2 separate regions of the Mus musculus genome follow, and region 1 is linked to region 2. A link is a contact called in public promoter capture Hi-C data. All regions are on one chromosome and are shown on one strand. The core of a region is the stretch at or near the end of the contact, and the rest is flanking DNA. Distances in the headings are between cores, read along the strand shown.

The links. Capture Hi-C pulls out chosen DNA fragments and counts their contacts.
Region 1: a promoter capture Hi-C map of adipose tissue shows a contact between it and region 2, with 4 times the contacts expected there. The contact joins the promoter of 2410017I17Rik here to the promoter of AA388235 in region 2. A contact is called at or near these places in 2 of 484 Hi-C or Micro-C datasets (the C2C12 cell line and liver), 5 of 115 datasets of contacts at active chromatin or transcription factors (astrocytes, embryonic stem cells, extraembryonic endoderm stem cells and 2 more) and 1 of 9 other capture datasets (adipose tissue).

The regions. Positions count from the first base shown.
Region 1 is chr17:36,143,463-36,146,473 of GRCm38.p6, reverse strand. 2410017I17Rik (RIKEN cDNA 2410017I17 gene) reads right to left here and starts at 1,456. Exons shown (of 4, transcript NR_033517.1): 1 at 1,272-1,456. Gm10499 (predicted gene 10499) reads left to right here and starts at 525. Exons shown (of 8, transcript NM_001370818.1): 1 at 525-614; 2 at 817-1,086; 3 at 1,287-1,562. The coding sequence starts at 551. It also overlaps a transcript of Gm8909 not described here.
Region 2 is chr17:33,980,106-33,982,964 of GRCm38.p6, reverse strand. AA388235 (expressed sequence AA388235) reads right to left here and starts at 1,473. Exons shown (of 1, transcript NR_033305.1): 1 at 1-1,473.

The DNA.
Region 1 (3,011 bases), core at 207-2,706, 2.2 Mb before region 2:
TATGGAAAGGCTCAGCCCACTGGAGTTGGTCTTGGGTGGTGATCACGAATTGTATAAGACAGAAGACTGAGCAAGCCATAAACTACAAAGCTATTAGCACTGATCCTCATGGTCTCTGCTTCAGTTCCTACTTAGAATCCTCTCTCAAGGTCCTGCCATGAATCTCTTCAATGATAGACTGAGATGTGGAAGTGTAAACTGAAAGAAACCCTTTCTTCCTCAAGTTGCTTTTGGTCATGGGGTCTTATCACAGCAATGGAAACCCTCACTAAGACACAGGTGCACAAGGGCCTCACTCTGCTCCCTGCAGACACCACCCTCTCCTGCAGCTCAGCTCCTGCCCCTCCCTTGCCCTGGAGCAGCACCACTTTATAGCTCCTGGGGATCTGATGCCCTCTCTGGACCCGGAGGTAGCAGGAATTATCTGGCAGGTCTCATCTCCATTGGGTGGCAGGATCCTGGGGAAGGAACCAACAGCTCCTCCGCGGGCGCTGGTTATAAAGTCCAAGCAGCCCGAGGGCCTCAAATGCCCTGTATCCCAGATGGGACAATGGCGCAGCGAATGCTGCTCCTGCTGCTGGCGGCCGCCCTGACCCTGATCGAGACCCGCGCGGGTGAGTGCGGGGTCGGGAGGGAAACGGCCTCTGCGTGGAGGGGCGGGGACGGCACTGTGGAATCCGCGTCCCCCCGTCGCTCACAAGACCCTCCGCCCTTCTACACCCGCATCCGGAGCCCGGCGCCCTGCTCCCCTCCCGGCCCGCGCAGTGGGCCGGAGTCCCGTGAGGAGGTCCGGGTCTCACCGCGCGCCGCCCCCAGGCTCACACTCGATGCGGTATTTCGAGACCGCCTTGTCCCGCCCTGGCCTCCGGGAACCCCGATTCATCTCTGTCGGCTACGTGGACGACACGCAGTTCGTGCGCTTCGACGGCGACGCGGAGAATCCGAGGTATGAGCCGCGGGCTCCATGGATGGAGCACGAGGGGCGGGAGTATTGGGAGCGGGAGACACAGATCGCCAAGCGCAATGAGCAGAGTTTCCGAGGGAGCCTGAGGACCGCGCAGCGCTACTACAACCAGAGTGAAGGCGGTGAGTGACCCTGGGTGGGAGGTCACGAGCTCGAAATGTCCCTAGACAGGGGCCGGAGATCTCCAATCCCAAGTCTAGGTTCGGGAGCAGAACCGACCCAGGACCGGTTTCCCTTTCACTTTGGAGGAGTCCGCTGGTGGACTAGGCCAGGGCGAGCGGGGGCGGTGCGGGTGAGCGGCGCTGACCTTGGGATCCCGCAGGCCTTCACACGTTCCAGCTGTTGTTCGGCTGTGACGTGGGGTCGGACGGGCGCCTCCTCCGCGGATACCTACAGTTCGCTTATGATGGCCGAGATTACATCGCCCTGAACGAAGACTTGAACACGTGGACGGCGGCGGACCTGGCAGCGCTGATCACCCGACGCAAGTGGGAGCAGGCTGGTGCTGCAGAGCATTACAAGGCCTACCTAGAGGGCGAGTGCGTGGAGTCGCTCCGCAGATACCTGCAGCTCGGGAAGGAGACGCTGCTGCGCACAGGTGCAGGGGCCGCGGGCAGCTCCTCCCTCTGCCCTCGGGCTGGGGCTCAGTCCTGGGGAAGAAGAAACCCTCAGCTGGGGTGATGCCCCTGTCCCAGAAGGGAGAGTGTGTCCCTGGGTCTCTTGATCCCTTGTCACAGTGACTGCACTGACTCTTCCAGGGCTCAGCCTTCTCCCTGGACAGTGCCCAGGCTGTCTCAGGAGGGAAGGAGAGAATTTCCCTGAGGTGACAACAGCTGCTCCCTTCAGTTCCCCTATAGCCTCTGTCAGCCATGGCCTCTCCTAGTCTGGATTCTCTGCCCACACCCACTGTCTGTGGACATGGACTCCTGTCCTGCTGAGTGTGTCAGCCCTTACACCTCAGGACCTGAAGTCGCCTTTACCTGATGGGAGACATGGACTCCCCAACACTAGGCTGGTTGCCCCAGTTTCTAGAATTTTCAAAGAATACATTCTCCCAGATCCCTCCCTGTCTGTAACACAATTCTTTCTATTCCTACAGTGGTGAATGGTCACATGAGCCCTTATGGGCTACCCTGGAGGAATATAAATACTGGAATTTCTTTTTCTTTTTTCTCTTTTCTTTTTCTTCTTTCTTTTTTCTTTCTTTCTTTATTTTTTTTTTTTGAAGGCGTTATTTTGTTTCTAGTCAGTTTTTGTCTGCACTGGAGTGATCCTGTTTCTCCCTGCCCTCCTATTATCATTTGTATCAGTCTACATTGCTAACCTGGATAATTACACAAGATAAGTCAGGGTTCTCATTAAAAGATCGATTATTGTGAGATTACACTGTTTCCTGTCAGACCTAAACATGCAGAAGCCTCCTGCTGTCTCTCTGCCCCCACAAATTACAGTGCTCCCCCTAGTGAATCAGGAATTGGACTTTCTGAGTGACAGGGTCTTCTGAAATCCAGGGCTATAGTGAGCCCTCCCTGTGGGCCCAGTGTGTTCCAGTGAGTGCTGCACTGGGGTCCACAGCTCACTCCAGGGGTCCTGTGTAACATACCTGTACCTTGTCCCCCAGAGTCAGGGGCAGGGAGTCATTTTCTCTGGCTGCACACTTTGTGATGGCTGTTCACTTGAACTGACAGTTAATGTTGGTCTGCAAGATGACCACAGTGGAAGACTCAGTGGTGGCATCCTACCAAGAGCATATGGCCCTAATATCTGATCTTGAAATGAACTCAAACACATATTAAATTACTTTTTTGCCATTCCCTCTTCCATTCTTTGACTACCTCATTTATGCTATTGAACATCACATAAGGATGACCATGTTGATGGATTCTCTCTTGGCTTCTGAGTCCCAAAAGAAAATGTGCAGTTCTGTGCTGAGAGGACCAGCTCTGCCTGCAGGTCACCAGTGCCATGACAGTTGAAGTGTCAAACAGACATATTGTTCAGTGTCTTCATTGATTTGATTGAGTCTTGTGTAGATTTCAGTTTGTCT
Region 2 (2,859 bases), core at 224-2,723:
TACAGTCCAGTCCTCTCAGTAGGGAAACACCATGCCTGAATCAGCAACTGTAGAAACCAGAAGAGCAAGCAGACACAGAGCAAGCCTTTCCTTCTTCCAGGTCTTCATGTAGGCTTCCAGCAGAAGTCATGGCCCAGAGCAAAAAGTGGGAGGGGCTCCTGCTCAAATATTCTGGTTTACACCTGTGTCTTCCTACCTCAAAGAAAAGGATCAGAAATTGATTTTCACACTTCAAATTAAGCAAAAACACCTCACAGATGCTGCCCTCCATTTTGAGGTTTTAGTTAACCCCACATGTAGCTGACATCAAAGAATCATCACCATGGTCCCTGTCCGAGTTCTGGAACTGCTCTCTGGGGCTTTGCAGCTCCTTTTAGCACCCATGGCTCTGCCTCCTGCCTCCCCTCTTACAGGGAGTTTTCTTCCCACGGCTGGAAAAGCACGTAAAGTTCTTCTGGATGTAGTTTGATGAGAGCAGGGCGGCCTGAGACCTGAGAGCCCTGGAGAAGTGCAGATAGGAAGGAGGCCCTGGGGCAGCTCAGCAGCCTGGATCCCCTTTACCCTCAGCTCTGTGGGTTCAGACGCTGTCCTCTTTGTTTCTTCCACCAGGCGGCGCTGTTGCCCAAGAATGCGATGCTTCTCTTTCATCTTCAACAGGTGAGACTCTGGAGGGTCTGCAGTGGGAGGGAAGATGGGAAAGGGGACACCTTTCTCTGCAGGAATGCTCTGGATGTTGGGATGTCATGGGCTGTTACAAATTAGCATTCAAACGTCTGAGTCGAATTTATCTTGTTCATAGGGAATCAAAAACTCACATCAGCTCAAGTGCAAAGATGAGCACACACTGTGTCTTCTTCCTGGGATGAGGCTGTGACCCACTGGGCATGGTAGGTTCATAAAATGAAATATCATCTGTATTTTTAATTTTATGCTTTTTGACAAATTGTCATTTCAATACACTCTATTTCAACCATCTTTTCCTGTCCTGTTACAGAGCGCTCTTCATTGGCTGGTGGGACAGTGATGTCCAAACATTCCTGTGCCCTCCACTCCTGTCCTCACACTCTGGATGTGTAGGAGAAAGAGAAGGAGTATTTTTCAAATCATATTTTTAAAATTTTATTGTCATGAGATGTAATCATTTTTGTATGTGAATATGTATGTGCACTAGCACTAGCATTCGATCCCTGGGAACTGAAGTTGCAGATGGTTGACAGCCACCATGTGCTGATGGAACTCACCCTGGATCCTCTGCAACAGGAACTGTTACAAACGCGTTCTCTCACACCCGGCCAGGAAGAACACAACAACCAGAATCTTCTGCGGCAAAGCTTTATTGCTTACATCTTTATGGGGCCAGAGCGCCAGAGCGCGCGGGAGAGCGAGGGCGCGCCAGAGCGCCGAGTCCTATTGTTACATCTTTAGGCAGCGAGAGAGCGCAAGGCGCGCAGAGCCAGAGAGATGCCAGCGAGAGAGAGATGGCGGAAACCCCCTCCCTCTTTAAGGAGAACTATATTTTTGCTAGGATGCATCACTCCCTGATTGGCTGCAGCCCATGGCCGAGTTGTAGTCACGGGGAAGGCAGAGTACATGGGGGGAGGAGTACCCTGGCACATGCGCAGATTATTTGTTTACCACTTAGAACACAGGATGTCAGCGCCACCTTGTGACAGCGAATGTGGGGCGGCTCCCAACAAGGAACACGTGCTCTCAGCTCTGAGCCATCTCTCCAGCCACCACTGGAATGTTCACATCAAAACCACACAGCTGATCCACAGCCTGCTGCTGAGCACATGAGAGAAACTAGAGGCCCAGGAAGAGACAGTGTCAGTGCATAGCTCAGGAGGGAGGGGAGCTGGGCACTGATGGGGAGAGGCCTGAGGACAGAGACAGAGAGGGGCTGAGCAGGAGGGGACAGAGGCAAAGGGGGAGACCTAACTCCGCAGAGTCCCCTGTTGGAGGGTATCTCTGTCAGATTGCACTGGACACATCTGCAGAACCCTGCTGGTCTCTTCCATTTCATAGTGAACGCTATGCTGGTTTGAATGAGAACAGCCACACGGGCTCATAGGAATGAATCCTTCATATCCAGCAGATGGAACTCTTGAGAAAGATTGGAGGTGTGGCTTGGTTGGAGAAGTGTCACTGGGCTGGGCATTGAGGTTTTAAACATTTCCAGGCTCCAGGCACCTGCGTTTGGCTGTGCCTGTGGTCTGGCTGGACTTTAATGGCGTAGGTTGCGGAAAGCTGGACCAGGGACCATTATAGAGCAGGTGAACGTGCAGACCGCCATTGCGCATGAGCAGGAGCTGCTCAAGATGACTGACAGGCGTTTCAGGAAGTGCATCAGGAAGCCTGGGGCTCCTTGGACAACTCTGAGCAGGAATGCATCACCATATGCATGGACCGTTACAAGGACGCCTTGAACACTGTGTCCTACGCCTACAACTCTCGACTGCCACTGGAACAAGCCAACGTGTGATCGACACCTGTGCTTTCTGACAGTGCTCTCAGAAGACAGCAAGGACCAGTGTGAGTGCAGGGACATGGCTGACCCACTGAGCTGTGACCTCATGAGAGAGCAAGCCAATGAAGCACTGATGGGAGGGTGGGGAGGAGCGACTCCCACTGTTCCCAGTGTCTCTCCTTTGGTATGCAGATAGATGTGTGAGCTTACACTGTTCTTGTACCATGTCTTTCCTCTGCCGTCATGGATTCACATTCTCTGAAAGTAGAGAACAGATTAAAAACATTCACAACTTGATGGGGTCCCAACGTCTTATAGTCGTAGAAAAGTAACGAAAGCCAAGTGTGATGACACAGGCCATTAATCCCAGCAGACAGGCGAACTCTGTGAGT